2 separate regions of the Zea mays genome follow, and region 1 is linked to region 2. The links are chromatin contacts, called in public Hi-C maps. All regions are on one chromosome and are shown on one strand. Each heading gives the region's core, a stretch centred on a gene start, on an enhancer-like site or on the middle of the called end of the contact. The rest is flanking DNA. Distances are from core to core; before and after follow the strand shown.

Evidence for each region. Hi-C and Micro-C count contacts between places; a contact is called where the count stands out from the background.
Region 1: a Hi-C map of endosperm shows a contact between it and region 2, with 1.8 times the contacts expected there. The contact joins the promoter of LOC103644350 here to the promoter of LOC100285229 in region 2. A contact is called at or near these places in 11 of 25 Hi-C or Micro-C datasets (bundle sheath, ear, endosperm and 3 more).

Annotation. Positions count from the first base shown.
Region 1 is chr1:307,465,049-307,470,418 of Zm-B73-REFERENCE-NAM-5.0, forward strand. It overlaps LOC103644350 (COP1-interacting protein 7), which reads left to right and starts at 3,931. Exons shown (of 13, transcript XM_008667568.3): 1 at 3,931-4,344; 2 at 4,702-4,881; 3 at 4,971-5,091; 4 at 5,175-5,214. The coding sequence starts at 4,286.
Region 2 is chr1:307,315,324-307,321,404 of Zm-B73-REFERENCE-NAM-5.0, forward strand. LOC100285229 reads left to right here and starts at 3,204. Exons shown (of 16, transcript NM_001367215.1): 1 at 3,204-3,439; 2 at 3,541-3,820; 3 at 3,907-4,154; 4 at 4,255-4,300; 5 at 4,376-4,481; 6 at 5,340-5,392; 7 at 5,475-5,675; 8 at 5,873-5,941; 9 at 6,020-6,081. The coding sequence starts at 3,408. LOC109943568 reads right to left here and starts at 3,154. Exons shown (of 5, transcript XM_020547058.3): 1 at 2,481-3,154; 2 at 2,340-2,398; 3 at 1,808-2,269; 4 at 143-1,719; 5 at 1-53. The coding sequence starts at 2,535.

The DNA of each region.
Region 1 (5,370 bases), core at 2,681-5,180, 150 kb after region 2:
CCCCCTCGGGTGACTGGTACCCGAGGTCCCGCTCAGCCGCGGCCACCTCGCCGTCGTCCACCTTTTCCTTGTCGGGGCGGCGGCGAGGCGGGGAGCCGTCTTTGGAAGACTGCTCGCGCCGCTCACTGACGTGTTTTGCGAGGTCAATGATCTCGCGGCACTCCGCGGCGTTGTGGCGACCGTTCGGGTGCACAGGGCATGAACCGCTGCCACCTCTCTGCGGCCGTGGGCGTTTTTTGCGGTCACCCTGGCCTCCGGTCGCTGCTGCGACCACCAGAGCGGTGGACCGCGGCTTCTGATAGTCGCAGTCCTTCTTCTTTTTCTTCTTTCCATCCCGGAGGACGGCCCCCGAGCCACCCGACTGGGCAGCTCCAGTTTGTGGGGCCGAGTGCCATGCACGGCCCTCGGCGGCTCTGGCGCACTTGTTGGCCAGAGCGAAGAGCGTGGGGACAGTTTCCACGTCATGTGTGGCCAACTTCTCCAACATTTTTTCATCACGTACTCCCTGTCGGAAGGCCGTGATGATAGAAGCATCAGAAATACGAGGTATCGTACCTCGCACCCTGGTGAAGCGGGAGATGAACTTCCGGAGGGTCTCCCCTGGCTCCTGCCTCACTGCATGGAGGTGGGCCTCCACACCGTGCTGTTGGTAAGCACTAGCGAAGTTCGCCACAAACCGCGCACAGAGTTCTTCCCAGGAGTAGACTGATCCTGGGGTGAGGTTCATGAGCCAGGTTCAGATAGGTCCAGACAAGGCCACATGAAAATATGTTGCCATCACAGCGGTGTTTCCATCTGCTGCCATGATGGCGGTAACGTACACCTGCAGGAACTCCGACGGGTTCGTCGTCCCGTCGCATTTTTCCGGCAGGTGCGACCGGAACTTGGGCGGCCAGGACGCCGCACGGAGATGATCCGCAAGAGTGGCGCAGCCCACACCGGCCAAGGGGACACCCGTTTGGGACCGGGTGCCCATTGGTGTCTGCGGTGCAACCGCAGCGAAATCTTGGTCGAGGTCGCGACCATCAATGTTTTGGCGGCGCTCGCGCGCCCTTTCCAAGGATACCGGGCGTCCTCCTCCGCACGCCTGCGGTTGAGCTCTGCCCAGAGGTCGTTGGTCTGTGCGCCCCTCACTGAGGGGGAGCGCATAGATGCTGATGCCTCGTGTTGGCGCCAGGATGACCGCGTCTTCGACCTGGTCAAGGTAGAATGCGCCATACTGAGCAGTCGGTCGACGTTGTCCCACCATTGCTTCATGGCTCCTGGTGAGGCCGTGGAGCTTGGAGGGTGTCGCAACAACTCCCTGGCTGCTGACAACGCCCCCGGAGACGCCCTTGATGGAGTTCGGGACGTTTGTGCTACCGTGTGCTGCCGTGCGGCGTGCACAGTAGGAGTGACTAGTGCTGGGCGACTGGGAACCTACGGTGTGGAGGAAACAACTTCTCCCTCCACCGCAAAGTCAACCGAAGTCTCGGCGTGGTGCTCAATGATCTGCACCATCATGCTTGGGCAAGGGATCAAGCAAAAACCTAATGCCTAGCCCCTACCTGGCGCGCCAAATATCGGAGAGTAAATCTCCGGCCGGGTGGCGGAGTGCACCCGCCCTAAATCCTGAGATGAGGAGGGGCTTAGGCGTTTTGCTTGATCGTTGGAATGAATGGGAAGAACTCAAGAACACACAAGGATTTAGAGTGGTTCGGGCCGCCGGAGCGTAATACCCTACTCCACTGTGAGATGTATTGCTTGTGAGCCTGCGAGTCTAAGGTGTGACCTAAGATTGCGTGTGTGTGTAACGTCGCATGCCTCCCCTTTTATAGTTGAAGGGGGGCATGCACAAAGGCACTGGGCCCCGACATGTGGGCACAGGGACATAAAGAATATAGTGCTTGGAGCCTACTAATGTCTGTTGCCGAGGCAATCTTCTTGCGCCCTGACGCCCAAGATCTGCGTATCCTTGGCGTATAGGGGAAGCTTCTTGTAGAAGGGATGATGAGTACAGTGTGCTGCCTGGCACGGTCGTACTGTTCGCCAGCAGACCCAGCAGGCGCGCCGCCTGCTGGATGACCTTGACACCGCCTGCCAGCGGATGGGATGGGACACATTAAATGCTGAGAGGACACGGCGCCCGTCAGCGCAGTGGCAGGCGGCATGTCTTCTCCCAATAAATGAGGGGCTGCACGACTTCACACCAGGTTCGGCCCGGTAGCTTATATCATGGGCCACAAGCAGCGGGCCTCCGCCTGAGCAGGAAGTGGAGGGCAAGGCCCAGACACGTGTTAGCACCGGACCCCTGCTCATACCAGGGTCCCCCTCGCTCCGGGACCCTGCTGAGGTTCAGACCTACCCGGGGGCTCCGGACTTATATGTATAGGGGTCCAGTGTCCTTCTGTGGGGGTCCGGACTTACTGGGATGTGTTGTCTTTCCTTTCCATGTGACACCCTTTGGTCTGCCCATGCGGTGGGGTCAGACGTCGTCCCCCGCGTGGCCAGGGGACGTCGTATTGGAGCGGCGTCTTCATGCTGTAGAAGAGGGTACCCCTGATTTAGGGTACCGACAAATGTAATATTAATACTGTCAACATTCATACATGTTTTGTGAAATGCGAATATGTATGAATTAATGAAATGCAGTTACTGTCTTTATCCTTTCACATTACTATTCACATATTAAATGATGAAGGTATGTCCTTCTTGACCTTCGTCTGATGAGCATTATACCCATGTGGAAATAATGCTTCGGGAGACGAATATCTATAAAAAATCACAATTGTGTTGCCTTGTTCTTGATCTATAGTATTTGAGAACAGATGACCAACATCAATTTTTGGGTGAACATGGGGAATTCATTAGATTGCTTTGGAAATAGTGCATCTTGAGTTTGGTACGGCTATTGCTACAAAAATTTTGAGTCCAAACTTAACTATGATGATCAGAGCAATTAAAGGGACCTCAACCATGCTAATACATATATGTGTTCTAATTACATTGCTTTTTTGTGATAGAAAGAATGTTTTTTTGCTCTTTTGGCATCATTTGCAGCTTGAAAAGCTACTTAATTTAAAAATTATGCCCTTGCATGCTATATTAATTTAGTTAGTATTTGTAGTTTTGTGATAAATTTTGAGTGAATGATTGAGGATGCAACGAATTCTGTATCACGTGTTTCCTCTATACCTCATTATGTGTGTTACTTCCACATTTGCTTTTTGGGGGCAACGGATATAGCTTCGGTGTGAGTTTAGAATATTTAACTTTTGGATCTACAATCATTTCTTTTTGTGAGTCATTGTTGTACATCTCTTTCCTTTCATATGAAAGGCTGCTGATATTTTTGGTCTTAACATTTCAACAAAATTCCTATTTTTTGCCTGGTTTAATATAATCACAGCATAATATACATAACTGGTCCTTACTAACAAAATAAAATCTCTTCATGTTAATTTCATGTTTGGACAATGGATTTGCTTCATGAGAATAATTTGGACTAAATAAATTGCTCGCTTTTCATATATTTTAAATTTATAAAATTTTAATATCTGGATGCAGGTATGCATTCTTTATAACGCACTGGCTAATGCTATTTTCTATGGTACGTTTACATTGGATCGGCATTATAGGCTACCCGTCAGAATAAGAATATTTAGTGGGCATCATAAATTCCGATCGTTTGATGTAATATATGGCTGGACAAAACCATAATGATTGCCTATCGAAGGACTGATACTGTTCTCACTATTCTTGCTTATGCTAAAATATTGTGTCTCAAATTTATTATCACTTGAGGTTTCTTTGTTTTGAAAAATAAACAACAATATACGCTTGACTTTAATTTATATGGGCTTTTACTGTTTTTTATATTGCTCTATAGACAGCTGCAGGTAAAACAGCCGTTTTAATAAAAAAATTTAATGTAAATAACCTCCACCAACCGGGCAGCGGCAGCGACAAATTAAAGCAAGCTCTCTCAACCTGTCTGCAGTCTGCACTGCACTCAACCACCACCCGCGCTCCCCACCCCACCTCCCCTCCCCTCCCCCCTACAGATTTTCACTTTCCAATTCCTATTTATCTCTTCTTTTGTTCTTTAATTTGGTTCGTACGTACAAGACTTCTCGGATCACTCGTCTTCTTTGATTGCATCATCGAGACCTGCATTTTCCCTTCCAAATTCGTCACTCACTCTGGTTGGCCGCCTTCTGTCTTCTGATCCAATCCGGTTGAAATCCTCCGTCTCCTTCCAGCAAGATCTGGCACATAAGGAGAATCGGCAAGAACCATTCTGCAAATGAGGCCGGATACGCGGCTTGAATCGGCGGTGTTCCAGCTCACCCCGACCCGCACCAGGTGAGCTGCCGGATCTGCTCGAGTAACTCCCGGCGATGTTTCTTTGTTTCCTCTGGTAATTTGGCCAGTCAATTATATATATATGTGTCATCTTTTGTGGCTCTGGTGTGTGGCGTGTTGCCAAAAATGGAGCGAGCTCTGGAAGCTCGGGCATGGCATTTCCCCATGAAACGGCAAAGCTTTCGGCTTTCGCCTTAACCTCGTATGCGTTGCCAAGCCTGGCTTGGTTAACACTGCAGTGCTAGTCTGCTAGATCTGATGTCCTCATGCTCTAAATTTGATCGAGTACTATGGCCGCAGCTTTACCGTCTGCCACGCAAATGATTTGTTTCTCTCTTCTCCCCATCTTTTTTCTAGGTGTGATTTAGTTGTGGTGGCGAATGGACGGAAGGAGAAGATAGCCTCTGGTCTGCTGAACCCATTCGTCGCCCATCTCAAGGTTGCACAAGAACAAATTGCCAAGGGAGGCTATTCTATCACACTTGAGCCTGACCCAGAGATTGATGCACCCTGGTTTACCAGGGGCACGTTGGATAGGTTGGTTTGCGTCCCATTGTTAGGGGTTGTCATTTGCAAATTTGTTCTTTGACAATATACGTGGTGATTTGAATCCCTCTCTTTCGCAGGTTTGTTCGATTTGTCAGTACACCAGAGGTCCTGGAGCGGGTCACAACCATAGAGTCTGAGATATTGCAGATCGAGGATGGCATTGCCGTCCAGGGCAGTGACAGTCTTGGGTTGAGATCTGTAAGCAGACATCTATGCCTGATAACTTTTGACTAACATACTAATATCAGAAAGATGAGATGTTCATATTTGTGCTTTGTTAGGTGGAATACTATAATGGGAAATTGGTGGACTGCATGGAAGGTGAAATGCTGACGAGCATTTCTTTATTTCACCACGAGTCATAGAACAAACAGCATATGTGCCATCTGTGGAGTCTTTGTTTTATCACCTAAGTAATGAGCAATGTTTATTTGTTACCAAAAAAGAACTTTCCGTATCTTCATGGACCATGATACT
Region 2 (6,081 bases), core at 1,954-4,453:
GCAACTCTTTCGGGATCCAATTTTTCGTAGTATTCTTCCTTGGTTTCCTCTTCCTACAAAGTAAAACATTGGTCAATTAAACAGTAAAACATTGGTCAATTAAACACTACAGCATTGGTCAATTAATAAATGGAGTCTTAACCTCTTCTTTGTTCCATTCAAAGGGCATTTATAACTGGTCTTCCGATGACCTAGTTGACCACAGCTTGGACAAGTGTATTGTCTTTTTATCTTAGTTGTTCCTTGAGCATTCTGTATGACCTTTCTTTTTGTCCCACTGCCACCCTCTAGACAACTCTTCATTCTGTTTTTCCTTTGTCGCCCAACCGTTCTTTTAGCCATTGGTGCACATACCTCCTTTGAAAAATCCACCTTCGGCCAAAAAGAACGGTCACCAATAGGTTGAATCCTTCCCATGTAAGCTTTTCTAAACTTGTCTACAGAATAATACTCATCAACAAAGTTCTCCATACCAACATTCCTTACATCCTGGGCAACAATCACTGCCAATCCATGTTGACAAGGTTTTCCTGTGTGCTGCCACTCTTCACAAGAACATTGTCTCGACTCTGCCTTCACCACATGTTTTGTCAAACAATTAGTACTATCCCTCACCTCTGCCAAGTAATTGTCACTTTTTACAATTGTCAAATGGCCCAATCCTCTAGTCTGAGCTTTCAGTGTAGCCATAACAGATGGCAAGATCAATCCCTGCAGTCTTTCCCCTATCTTTCTCCTCCGATGAAACAACTCCATGGTAATCTCTCGAATCTTATCAGCTAAGTCACAAATAGGTAGGTCCTTGTGATCCTTCACCCAGTTGTTAAAGACCTCAGCCATGTTATTTGTTATGTAATCACATTTAATAGATGGGTCGAAACCACTCCTGTACCAAAGAAATTTGTGATGTTGATCCAAATATTCAGCTATCTTAGGAATACTTCTTACTTGGCTGACATGGTGCTCAAACACTTCCCTTCTATATGCCCTTGCAGCTGGATACATGTGTTCGGAACCTGAGTAGCTTTTGACATAGTTGTTCATGAGATGTCGGAAGCACTCTCTCTTCTCAGCATAAGGGAAACAATGTGTCACTGCATGCATTAAGCCTTTTTGAGCGTCCGAACAAATAGCTAGTACTCCATGTTCTCCAACAGCCTTCTTTAATTGGGACATGAACCAAATCCAACTTTCAACTGTCTCAGTTTGGAAAAACCCAAATGCTATAGGAAACATCCAATTATGGCCATCCACACCGGTTGCTGAAGCAAGCTGGCCATTCCATCTACCGTTCAGTGCGGTCGAGTCGACACTTATGTATGGTCTACAACCATCCCTAAACCCTGAGATGCAAGGTCCTAAGGCACAAAAGAAACGGTTGAAATAGTACTTCCCATCCTCTAACACCACATCAATCTCTACAATGCTGTCAGGCTCCTTAGCAAGGACTGCCTCCCGCCAAGAGAATAAGAGCTTGAAACTCTCCTCCCAAGTGCCAAACAACTCTTGTAATGCCTTCTCCTTGCCCTTCCAAACTGTGTCGTACCCAATAGTGACATTGTGAATTCCTTGAAGTGTATCTTTCAATTCCTTGGCACCCATCTGGGGTTTCTTCATAAGAAGTGGTAAAGCGTGAAAAGCTACCCATCCACAACTTGGTGTAGTCGTCTTCCTCCTTCCACTAGATGTGCAAGTATGCGTATCATGCAATACAGCAACCTGCAAAAATAGTCGAATCACAACTATGCACACAAACATACCATAAATTCACAACATAGCTGTGGTACAAATGTATGATTTAACATACCACAATGGTCGGTAAACCTTTCTTTTCTTCCCGTGCATAAATCCTCCAATGGCAATCATCACCTTTACAATATCCGACGTATCTGGTAGTCGAAGTTACCTCTATTCCTAGCTCGAACTCATGTTTTATGGCATATTGCCTCATAGCAATTCGAAATTCTTTCATGTTGGGAAACAAACTACCAGGTTGCATTGACAGATTCATTTTATCATACACAACCCTCTTCTCATTTGGTAGGAAGTCCTCCATTGGTTGGTCTATACTATTGTCTCCAAAATTAATAGGCTCCGATTGATCCAAATTACTAGTACCACCTAAAACGGATTCATCTCTTTGATTTTCCTTTGCCTTGTCCTCTTCATTCAGACCTAGTTCAGAATACATTTGCATCTCACTTGGAACATCACGTCTCCCTTCCTCATTCCAAAAATCGCTTAGTACAAAAAATTCCCAATCGTTGTCCTGCATGACCAACTGAATTCACATACCTTGCTAACCTCACTATAGTTTACAATATTGCAGGGAGACATACCTTATTAGCAGTCTGACCACGTAAGGGACTTGAACTATGCGGTGAAGACAATGTGGGACCTGACAGTAATTCAACACATTATTTACAAAACCAATGGTTATATGTACAATAATCATAGCACGGTCGACCAATATTAACTACCTTGGGGGGGGGGGAGAAATGCCAATGTCCGCGTCGTTGAACAGCTCCAAATCATCCATCAGAAACTAACGGGCCAGGAACACACGACGAGTTGGATCTGGTTGGGGGAGAGAAGTTCAACGAATGGGGCAGAGAAGTTCAACGAATCGGGGTGGAACACAGCGGGGTGGGCGGCGCACTTCAATCCGGTCCTAGACAACGTTTGGCAGCAACCTTCTCAGGGGGAAAACTGGTGACGACTCCCACTGCTTGCATGAACAAGGGCGACGCGGCAGGCACCCCAAGTTCTTCTGCCCGCAGCAAAAATTCCTGGCCCGCAGCAAAAATTCTCCGTCGGTGGGGGGAAAACAGCGGGGTGGGGGTGGAGAAACTCACGGGCGAGGCGGAGTTCAAGCCGGTCCGAGACGAGAGCTCTCTGGTGCGTTTGAGAGAAGGAGAAGAGCGAGAAGGGAGAAGACGGGAAAGCAGCAGAGCACTCACGGCGCTGGGACGGCGGCTGTCTAAACAGCCCTAATCTCCGTTCAAAACTGGTAATGGCGTGGTCATGTCCATTTTGAAGTGTGGGTTGTCCCTTGTTTTCCATAATAGAGAATCACTCGCCTACGCCTCTAAATCGTCGAAGCCGCATCTTAAGACATCCATAATAGCAAATTTCTCCTGTCAGAGGCAGACACAGCCAGCCGGCCGCTGCTGTGCCTCGCTGCTGTGCCTGCCTGCCGGCTGCCGCCATCCATCCTTTTTCCCTTCCTCCCCTCACCCCCTCGTCGGAATCGGAACGGCTGTCGTCTGCCCCTTCGCCCCCCTCTTCGATCCCTCACCCCACCCAGTGCTAGCTAGCTAGCTAGCTTCTAGTGGCTAGTAGCTCCCCTCCCCTGTGGGCTGCAACCTGGTTTGGGTTCGCGGATCGATCGCGAGATCAATCAATCCATGGCGCGGACCAACTGGGAGGCCGATAAGATGTGAGTTCCTTCCTTCCTTCTCTTTCGATTTCGATTTGATTTTATGACGATGATTGTCTGATCCTGATCTCAATCTCAATCCCAATCCCAATCCCGTCCAGGCTCGACGTCTACATCTATGACTACCTGGTGAAGCGCAACCTGCAGGCCACCGCCAAGGCCTTCATCGCCGAGGGCAAGGTCGCCACCGACCCCGTCGCCATCGACGCCCCCGGCGGCTTCCTCTTCGAGTGGTGGTCCATCTTCTGGGACATCTTCCATTCGTCCACCGCCAAAGCCTCATCCACATCCACTGCCGCCGCCTTCATCGACCACACCGCCAAGCAACAGCAGCCAATCGGCGCCGGGACCGGGGCGCCTCCTCCTCATCCCCTTCACGATGTATGTGTACTACTGCTACTCATCCTCTACTACTTGCGTGCCCCCATGTCTTCAATCAATCAATCGATTCGATTCTATTTTATTAGTCCAGAGAGCACCAGATGAGGCTCCAGCAGCTGCTGCACCAACACAACCCCCACCTCCACACTACAAGAGATGCTTCTCCTCCCGCCTCTATCAATGCCCTCAACTCCGATGTCTCCGCTGTCCTCGCGTCCAAAATGATGCAAGACCGAGTCAGGAACCCCAACCCTATTGACTCCGACGCCTCACAGCATCTCCTAGACGCAAACAGGATCGCGCTTCTAAAGTCACCACCACCTAGCCACACTGGGTAAGCTGTTGTGCACCTCATCCACCCACAACCACTCTCATCAACTCTATTAATTATCATGACCCTGTTCTGACTATGATCCATCCCTTTCTCCTTTCAGGCCTATGCCTATGCAGCAGCAGCTTCATCCAAGGAACCAGCAACTTGTAACATATCCCTTCTACCCTATCTTATTATCTCACTCAACAATACTCCTTAATACTCTCTCCATCAATCTTCAGGACATCAAGCCCGATGTTGGTATGCCACAGAGAACGATGCCTGCAGACCCTTCTTCCATGTATGCATCAGGGATGATGCACCCAAAACCTGCATTACTTGCCACTGGTTGGTAACTTACTAATTCTTCCTCAACTGAATTACTGTTGCTGCTGCTGCTGCTGCTGCTGTTTCTACTTCTTGCTCAAGAAAATTGATTGTAAATTCTTTCCTCCTAGTTCCTTGCAGTAACAGGTGATCCATGCTAGTGAAAATGTGCAAAAGCCCCTCTATGCTTCTGAGTAAAGTTGTATTTGTAATTTCATAGGCCACAACATAAGTGCCATGGGCATGGATGTGTTCTCCAGCATGCCCGTTTCATGACACATTTTTTTTTTTCATTTGGGCGTGAGAGGTACAAATGTCTTCGTTTGGTTATTGGTAAGAACAACCTAGTGCAGCCTTATCCGTACATTAAGACCAGATTAATTTGGCAAAAACCATGGCAAAAAAACAAACCTTCCTAATACTAGTACTCTCTTATGGAAAATCTGCAGACTAGGACGGTATTGATATAAATTAGTTGGAACCTTCAAATAGTAGCATATAGATACATGAGTTCAGTGCCAGAAGAATTACTGAAATTAGTTAATCATGTTCACTTTTACAAATCGAAGGCTGGTTCAGAACATGGCCCTGCTGTTCTGTATAATGCATCCTTTTCACTTGAAGTAATTTTTTTTAGATTTGATTAAAGTAGGCAGTACCGCAGTAGGGATGGATTCTTAAGTCAGGAGACCCCTAGGCATGTAACATTAATTAGTCAGTGTCTCTGAGTAGAAGATGCAAAATGCAGGGGTAAGGCTTCCCTCGGTTATTTCTTTCCCAGACCCCACTCATGTGAGAGCTGCCACCACTGGGTCTGTCCTCTGAGTAGGAGATGCCTTTGACCTGCTTAATACTAATTTTGTTACAATTCATTGCCAGGACTAAATCAAGGTGGTGTTGGGAGTGTGCCACTTAAAGGTTGGCCTTTAACGGTGAGTTGATAATCCTTTCTATGTTTGCGTTTGCGTACCTCTCTGTTGTGGATGCTTACATATTTGTTGTTGTTTGCTAAAGGTCCCAGGTATTGACCAACTCCGGTCCAATTTAGGTGTGCAGAAGCAATTGGTGCCATCTTCAAACCAGTTCCAACTTTTATCGCCACAACAACAGTTGCTTGCTCAGGCACAAACACAGAATGACCTTACCAGAATGGGTTCTCCAGCACCATCTGCTTCGCCGAATGTTCGACCAGATGACCCGGATTATTTGATGAAGGTCGGTGTGTAGTCAGTTTTACTTGGTAAACCAAGTTCAAACATAATGTCTGGCGTTTGATATCGCCATCAAATCATATGTTCTTCTGTTTAATTTTGTTTTATCTGAGCCATTCACCCCTTCCACTGTTCTCTCCCTCTCCCTCAGTACTGTATTAGTGCTGCCATTGACTCTACAAAGTATTTGCAATGCTTTAGTTGAAGATGGCCCAGATGCAGCAGTCCTCAGGCCACAGGCCTATGGAATTGCAACAGCCGCATCAGCAGGTGACAAAGAACCTCGAAGTTTTCTGTAGCTTCTTGTGGCTAATGCTGAATGAGTTTTCCTAATTTCTTGACATCCAGAACACTAGAAAGCGGAAGCCAACTTCTTCCGGAGCAGCTAATAGTTCTGGCACAGGAAATAC